3 separate regions of the Mus musculus genome follow, and regions 1 and 3 are each linked to region 2. Evidence: chromatin contacts called from public capture Hi-C data. All regions are on one chromosome and are shown on one strand. The core of a region is the stretch at or near the end of the contact, and the rest is flanking DNA. Distances in the headings are between cores, read along the strand shown. Region 1 overlaps Apol10b (apolipoprotein L 10B). Region 2 has its middle 8.2 kb from the start of Apol6. Region 3 has its middle 25 kb from the start of Myh9.

Region 1 (2,700 bases), core at 61-2,560, 550 kb before region 2:
ATTTATGGCATCGTTTGGTCTTCACTACTTAACTTCTGTAAAGTTCTTGTTTCCAAATATGCTTGCTGAGCCTAAGACCCTTTACTTATGCATTTGGGGGTCATAATGGAACCTGCAATGCTGGATTTTCCTGTCTTCTGTGAAGAATCTTTTAGATCAAATTTTTTAAACGACTTATCTATTTCTTCTTATCAGGTATCTCCTATGCCTGAGGTTCTCCCTCCATCTCTAGTGCCCCGATGCTGATTCTTGTGTCTGTTGTTCCTGTTATCTCCTTGGACTTTCCATCTTTAGGATTCCTTCCGTTTGTGTTTTCTATATCGCTTCTGTTTTGATTTTCCGGTCTTGAACAGTTTTATTTATTTCCTTTACGTTTTAAGTGCATTTTCCTGTATTTCATTAGGAGGCTTATTTGTTTCCTCTTTAAAGACCTCTACGTGTTTGGTTTATTTTCCTATATTACTTTAAGAGATTTATCATGTCCTCTTTAAAGACCTCTATCATCTTCATAAAACTAGATTTGAGATCTTTTTTCTCTTTTTGCTTGTGCTAGGGTATCCAGAGCTTGCTGTAGAAGGACAGCTGTGCTCTGAAGGTGTCATATGGCCCTGGCTTTGTTGATTGTGTTCTTGTTCTGGCCTTAAGCCACCTGGTTGTCCCTGGGTTTTCCTGCTGTAGCAGTTATTGAAAGCTGGATGTAACCTCACAGTTCCTGGTGCAGCAGGATTCTGCTGGGTAGCCTTGGGTTGGACAATGGAACTTAGGGGTCACTGAAAGTCTCCCAGCAATTGGGACTGGGAGGCAGGGGGAAGCAGACAGAGACATGGTGGGACAATGTACATAGGAAAAGGGGAATATCACAGAGGTTGGGGAACCTGGGTATTTCCCAGAGGACTCGGTGGGCAGGGAAATGGGTGCAGGAAAGGACTCTAACCTGTATGCTTCCATATTAGCAGGTCTGATGAAGGTGAGTGGAGAGACAATTGAGGTTCATGGAACCCCATACTGTCATCTGACTTCATTATTTTCCTGGTAAATAGGAGTAGCTCGAAGTGTTGATGGAGTCGCTGATATTGTCACGGAAAAATTCTTGAAAACAGATCTGAGGAGCCTGATAACTGAAGATGGAGCCTGGAAGGCATTTGAGGAAGCAGCAGAATTGTCAAGGTGACCTGCAGTGTGCACTCAGTGCTTTCCCCCAGACCAGGAGAATGAGGGTTATTTTCTGGTCAGGCATACACACTCTAGACAGTCCCAGGCATTGGCCTTATGGGCCAACTCATTCTAAACTATCCAAGAGGAGTGTTTACAACATGTTATTCCTTGTGGAAATCACCTCAGGTTGTTTGAAGATGTTGCTCAAGGTGTCAGGGCAATTTCTGCCATGCACTAGTTATACGACCTTGACAAGTTAACTACCACTTCCTGATTTTCATTACCATGAAACTGTAGTGTGAGAAGATAGGATCATCCATGTAGGGTTCTCAGCATAGGGCAGGCACACAGTGGAGTTCTTAGTATGGGACCAGCACACAGTGGGTCCTCCTGAAAGTCAGCTTTGCAAGGTAATTTTGAAAGTGAGAAGAGACAAGGTCCAAGGGTCTCCTGTAGGACTGAGAAATCAAGGATATATTTTGAGACATGTGAGGAAAATATACACTGAACTAGCCATCTTCCAAGTTCTGTCTCAGTCCTTTCCTCTCATCTGAGGAGCTGTAACATCAGGATCTTTCTGTGGGATGAGGAGGCAGAGAGCTCACGGAGCAGAGCCACAGAGCTGGGTTGGACCCTGACTGTCTTCGCTCAAATCTATAGCCCCATGCTGTTTCACAAGAATGAGAGTTCAGTCTAATGGGATGTGGTGACAGTCTGGGATAAGCAACAGATCAGCGAGGCAGATCAAGTGCCAGCATCTTTCCCAAAGCCCAGAGAGACCAGGACTAGGGTCGCAGCCAGGGGTCAGGAGAGACTGTGAGTGACCCTGGAATGGAGGTGTTGGTAGCAGGCTAGACCAGCTGGGCTGGAAGGAGAGGGAGAGTTGGAGGCACAGTGAGAAGGACGGTCAGAGACCCAGCAGAAGACACGTAAGAGGGAGAAGGGGCATTTCCCCTGCTCTGCTCTGATGCCTCATGTGTGTGTAGGGATTTTCATGAGTGTGCCCTCCATACACCGTCTGTAAAGACTGCAGAGTTCTTAAGAGTTATTTGGATATTTCTTCTGTTGTACACAGTGTTACTTAATATCAGGAGAGCACATGGCTACAGACAACTCCTAAAGTCAGTGTGTTTGGAGGATGATTCACATAAGTTGAGAATCTGAGGAGACCCCATATAAACACACCAGAGGAAAATGCTTCCCCTTTTGTCTTGAACAAATTCAGGGCATTTCTGTCCTTCCAATTACTACAGATGATCTCCAGGTCTCTTGCATCTTTGCACATGGCCTTGTGGTGTTACAAAGAGACACTGGCATCAGCTATGCTGTCTGTTAGCCTGGTGATCTCTGTCTCCAGGAATCTGCCATGTTGAGAGTCAGGAACTAGTGAGGATTGGCAGTCAGTGTGGAGCCAAGATTGGTAGCAGCTGTCCTGTCCCAGTCACCTCAGGCTGCCATTGTCCTTGTGAACTTCAGCCTGGAAGGGGACAACTTTGGCCTTCTGCAGAGAGCAGGCAGCAGGCCAAAGAATCTGGAAGATCTCAT
Region 2 (2,700 bases), core at 123-2,622:
GGGTTGGAGCTGTTGCTTCAATTCTACCTTGGGTTCCTGGCTTCTCACCAGACAGCAGGGACCCTGTGCAGGGAGTCAATGACCCAGAGGTCAGGAAAGACAGGGCCGGGACTCTCCCCACTCCCCACAGCCCTGTGGTGGTAGGCAGGGACTTGGGAGTGTCTGTGGTCTGTTCATGAGGGGGTGAGGAGAGCTGCACCCCTCCCCCTCAACCAGCAGACAGGGAAACCTGCCAGCGACTGTGGGAGTGGGACTCCCCTGCGCAGCCCGAGCTCCAGATGTTTTTCCCATGAATGCTTTTGCAGAGTGGAGAACCGGAACCACAGTAATCCAGACACTGGCCTGGCCTCCCTCCCCAGGGCAGGGCTTCCCTAGGCTGCCCCGATAGACCCCGAGATCTGCAGTAAATCTCTGCTCCTCCAAGCCTGCATTTTCCCTTCTGTAGACAGCTGAACAATGACCATCCCCACCCCCCCTCCCGCCCCCCACCCCCACAAAGCCGAGCCTGAGACCATGTGACTTGCAATGGGACCATATTTGGAAACATTCTCTGAGGATGAAAAAAAAAATCAAATAACTCTGGAGATGAGGTCATCTTGGCGCTTGTGTGAGTCAGGAAGCCAACAGCAGTGTCCTTGAAAGAGACAGAAGACGATGGGGCTGTTTGCTAGCAAGTAGGGTTGGAGGGAGAAAAGGCAGAAATGCATCAGGCCCAGCCACTGCCTCTCTTAGCCTACACACCAGCAAGCAGGCCCACCTTCTGTTCTAAGGCATGTGGAATATCAAGAAATATCAAGGCCTACAGCCACATGACTGGGAGAGACTTAAGAAACTACAGGGCCTGCAGAAATGGCCAGAACTGCCTCATTATTGGCTGTTTTTTCCCATCCTCTGACCTGAATGCTCCTGAGGAAGGAGGAAGAGGAAGAGAGGGAAGAGGAGTGAGGAGGGGGAGGAGGAGGGAGAAGGGGAGAGAAGGAGGAGCTGAGGGGAGGAGGGAGGCCTCTAAGCAGGTCACTGAGTGGTTATAGCCTCCTCGGTAAGATGGGGAGGGCTGTGGAAAGGCTTAAACCTTCTGCGTCATCCTTCAGTTCAATGTGGTAATGAACTGAGACACAAAGAGGGAGGAGAGGACCTGTGTTAATGTGACCTGGCCCTCTTAAAAAGGAGGGGCTGCAAAGAAAAAGGGATCTCTCCAGGCTGACCAAGAAGCCGGCCAGAACATGTTACACTGCCAAAGAGGCCCCAGAGCGCTACCACAGCCCTAACTGAGTTCTTGGGAGGCCACAGAGCCCCGCTCCCACACAGTACTCCCTGTCCAAGATTCCCCTGAGGCTGTAGCTGGCAGCCACACAGCTCACACACTGTGCCTTTTGGCTTCTGAGTCACAGGGACTAATCTTAACTGTCCATCTGATTGGTGCCCGAACCCTGGGACCGCCCCTAACTCACCAAAATGCTCCAAGTTTAAAATCTCCCCCAGTGAGCTCCCACCCTACTTAAAACCTCACTCTTGGCCAACCCACTTCACAAACTTTCTCGCCCGGCCAGCCTGGTCGTCTTGCAGTTTCCAGGTCACTCTGTGTTGTGTGTCTGCTTCCCCAAGCTTTTTCTCATCATCCCTCAGCCCTCCTGTATGACCAGGGCACTCACCCCTCCACCTGCCCCTGCCCATCTCCCAACATTGGCCAAACGCAGCCATGTTTTCTGATCTCAGGCAATGACGGTAGCTGCAGTGCACCCACCGGGGCCTGCCTGACTTTGCCCTCCTGGCCCAGAGAGGCCTGTCTTTGTCCTCCCTGAAAGTGTTCAGAGCTGGCTGGCTAAAGTGAATAGTGACCCTCTCAGAGGGGTCTCTAAACCTCTCTCTTGGTCCTGAGCACTTCTCTCCTTCCAGTTTTGGCTTGATCCAGGAGACCAGGGGTGTTTGGTGGCCCCCAAGAAGGAAGTTAGGTCCCCGAGAGATGTTGAGCAGAGCTTCAGCGCTAGGACTGAATGGTACTGTAAACGAGGCCTGAACCACTCGGGCCTAGGGCCTGCTCTGGCTCTTGCTTCCTCTAACAAGGCCTGAGAAACTCTCCTCTGTCCTCACAGTGCAGGTCAACCTGTCTCTGACCGCCCCATAAAGCTGCCAAGGCTCCCTGGTTCTTGGAAGTCTCTTCTCGACTTTCCCCCTTTTCTTCCACACCAGCATCCTCAGGGCCTGTCCTGGCTAGTTTTGTTTTGTCAAGCTAGAGTCATCTGGGATGAGGGGACCTCAATTGAGAAATTACCTCTATCAGATAGACTGGCCTGTATGCAAGCCTGTTATGGTTTGTAAATGCTCAGACCAGGGAGTGGCACTAATAGAAGGTGTGGCCTTGTTGGAGTAGGTGTGTCGATGATATGGGTGTGGCCTTTAAAACCCTCATCCTAACTGCCTGGATGCCAGTATCTGCTAGCAGTCTTCAGATGAAGACATAGAACTCTCAGCAAACAGTTTATTGTCATGGCAGAAAATAGATGTGTAAAACCATCCCCCACTTCTCAGGGTGGGCCCGAGATTAAATACCTTTTACAGGGAGGAACTTCTGGGAAGGGAAGTTTATTGGCTAAGCCCTCTGGGCCTAGGTACCTTATTAGAATGGAGAACTCTGTTTTGGACCTATGTGACCATAGGACATGTTTCTTTTATGTGAGAAGCATGTCACATGTTCCAAGT
Region 3 (2,700 bases), core at 105-2,604, 830 kb before region 2:
TCCATTTTCTTCTTCTACTCTGTGAGTGCTAAGCATTGATCATAGGTCATCAGGCTTGGTTGCAGTTGCTTTTATCCAGTGAGCCATCTCTCTGGCCCTGACCAGCTTTAAGGGTGAGTTGGTACTTGGAAGGCAGAGAGGCAGGTGAATCTCTAGGTTCTAGGCCAGCCTGGTGTACAGACTAAGTTCCAGGACAGTTCAAGTTCCAGGGATACCCAGGGAAACCATATCCTAAAAAAAACAAAAACAACGGCTGGAGAGATGGCTCAGTGGTTAGGAGCACTGACTGCTCTTCCAGAGGTCCTGAGTTCAATTCCCAGGAACCACATGGTGGCTTAGAGCCATCCGTAATGAGATCTGACGCCCTCTTCTGGTGCATCTGAAGACAGCTACAGTGTACCTAGATATAATAAATAAATAAATCTTTCTTTAAAAAAAAAAAAAAGAATGGGGCTGGGCGGTGGTGGCGCGCACCTTTAATCCCAGCACTCGGGAGGCAGAGGCAGGCAGATTTCTGAGTTTGAGGCCAGCCTGATCTACAGAGTGAGTTCCAGGACAGCCAGGGCTATACAGAGAAACCCTGTCTCGAAAAACCAAAAAAAAAAAAAAAAAAAAAAAAAAAAAAAAAGAAAACGAAAACCAAACAAAAAAGGATGAATTGGAGAGCTGGGTGTGGTGGCACATGTGACTCTCAGGCAGGAGGATCTCTGTGAGTTGGAGGTCAGCCTCATCTACATAGTAAATTAGCAAGTTCCAGGCTAAAGGGAGCTATACAGAAAACTCTTGTCTGAGGGGGGGGGGGGGGAGGGTTTCCCGGGGGGGGGGGGGAAGGGGGAGAATTGGAGTTAAACTGTTAAACTGAGGATGTTCAAAGGTGACAAGGTGACCCAGTAGGATCCTACAGAGCAGAGGCATGGAGGCAGGCAGGGCGAGTAGACAGGGACCCCGGCAATAAGGTGTACTCCAGGGCTTGACTTGGCTTAGCCGATGTTGGTGTGTGATAGTCGAGGACTCATGGCTGTGAACCCACCTGGGAATCAGAGAAGGTATGAGAAAGGTTCCTCCAGGGTGGAGTCCTGGTCCTGCCTGCCCTTGGCCCCAGAAAGCCTTTGCTTGCCTCTGCAACTTGTGACATTCCAGGATGTTCCCAGACATGTGGCTTTTGTACTCACAAGGCCTTGTGGTCAGCCTGAAAGCAGTGCTCTCTCATCTCAGAGTAAACACATTTGGGGGTTTTATTTTCCGCTCCCTCCTTGTTTATCACTCTGAGCATCTCCCTGACGCCCCCACCCCCACCCCAGCTGAGGCTCCGAAAGGAGGGCAAAGGCTCTTCCGCCAGCCAGGCCAGCCAGCGTGAGAGGCCAGGGTGGCCTTTTGTTAAGGACTTTCATCCTGGTCACGTGGACCAGAGCAGTAGTCCTTGGAGACAGCATTTTCTGGTCCTTCACGGGGCCAGCAACAAGCAAGGAAAGGAGCCAGCAAAGCTCTGCCCCCCCCCATCATAGTTGAATGGAAGATGATAAAGCCAGATAAACAGCATCTCTCTAGTCACATTCACTGATTCTTTTACTCCCGACCTCTGCCTGTAAGATAGAAGGAGCTTATCTTTTTCGTGGACAGGCAATGCTAACACAGAGAGGTACACTTACTGGTTTTAAGTCACACAGCAGCACACAGGGGCCCGCTGACAGGCTCTCTTTTCTCCTTCTCTGCCCTGAGATCTGAAGCATGGACCATCCAGGGCCATTGAGTTGATAAAAGCTGGAGAAAAGACTGAGACCTCAGAGAAGAGCAAACTTCTCCTGCCACCTTCACTCCAAAGTAACCAATGTAGAAATGATCGCAGTAAACAATACTGAGGACATAGTTTGTCCTAGGTGCTGCTTGGAGCACTGTTGGGGTAGGTGCCACCATTATCTTCACTGGATAGGAGAAGAAATGAGACACAAAAAAGGAAAGCTAAGGACACATAGGACACAGCCTGTGAGCATATGAATTAGGATTAGAGTGAGTAGCTTCCCAAGATATCTGTTGTATGAGACCGTCTCCAACTTGCCTAGAGCTCTTTTTTTTTTCCTTCTCTCTCCTCCCCACTTGCTCCAGCCCAAAGATTTAATTATTTACTATATGTAAGTACACTGTAGTTGTCTTCAGGCACCCCAGAAGAGGGCATCAGATCATGTGGTCATTGGGATTTGAACTCAGGACCTCTGGAAGAGCAGTCAGTGCTCTTAACCGCTGAGCCGTCTCTCCAACCCTAGCCTGGAGCTCTTACTCCTACTGCCTTGGCCTCCAGAGTGCCGGAATTACACAAGTGCATCACTGTGCCTGTTTAAAATGATTTGTTGTTGTTGTTGTTACATGTGCTCTACCACAATCCTCTAAGCACTGAAAAAGGGCAGTGACGGAGGGAGAAAGCAGCTCAGTTGGGAGAGTGCTCGTTGAGCATCCCCCAAGCCCCGAACTTGATCCTCAGCACAACCTATGATGTGGATCGGGGTGGAGGGGTAGGGCTGGTGGTCCCTGTCCATAATCCCAGCACTGAGACGGCAAAGGCAAGACAATCAGGAGTTCAAGGTCATCCTTAACTACATAGTGAACTATGGGCCAACCTGGGCTATATTTAAAGGAAAAAAAAAAAGTGGTTGTCTTGGCATTCAGGAGGCAGAAGCAAAAAGACCACAAGTTATTTTTCAAAAC

What was found. Capture Hi-C pulls out chosen DNA fragments and counts their contacts.
Region 1: a capture Hi-C map of embryonic tail shows a contact between it and region 2, with 2.7 times the contacts expected there. The contact joins two enhancer-like sites. A contact is called at or near these places in 1 of 39 promoter capture datasets (liver) and 2 of 9 other capture datasets (embryonic tail and liver).
Region 3: a contact with region 2 is called in a capture Hi-C map of embryonic stem cells, with 3 times the contacts expected there. The contact joins two enhancer-like sites. A contact is called at or near these places in 1 of 115 datasets of contacts at active chromatin or transcription factors (extraembryonic endoderm stem cells) and 1 of 9 other capture datasets (embryonic stem cells).

What each region holds. Positions count from the first base shown.
Region 1 is chr15:77,587,156-77,589,855 of GRCm38.p6, reverse strand. Apol10b (apolipoprotein L 10B) reads left to right here. Exons shown (of 4, transcript NM_177820.4): 3 at 1,041-1,167. Among named protein-coding and RNA genes, the nearest start is that of Apol10b, 7.6 kb to the left of the region's middle. Within about 2 kb of position 1,310, at least 8 of the 459 cell types and tissues checked have an H3K27ac peak or open chromatin away from gene starts, as enhancers often do. A contact at or near this core is called in embryonic tail, where this site is marked.
Region 2 is chr15:77,035,488-77,038,187 of GRCm38.p6, reverse strand. It overlaps a transcript of Mb not described here. Among named protein-coding and RNA genes, the nearest start is that of Apol6, 8.2 kb to the left of the region's middle. RefSeq lists an enhancer at 1-1,548. Within about 2 kb of position 1,372, at least 214 of the 459 cell types and tissues checked have an H3K27ac peak or open chromatin away from gene starts, as enhancers often do. A contact at or near this core is called in embryonic stem cells and embryonic tail, where this site is marked.
Region 3 is chr15:77,865,410-77,868,109 of GRCm38.p6, reverse strand. No RefSeq gene overlaps it. Among named protein-coding and RNA genes, the nearest start is that of Myh9, 25 kb to the right of the region's middle. Within about 2 kb of position 1,354, at least 21 of the 459 cell types and tissues checked have an H3K27ac peak or open chromatin away from gene starts, as enhancers often do. A contact at or near this core is called in embryonic stem cells, where this site is marked.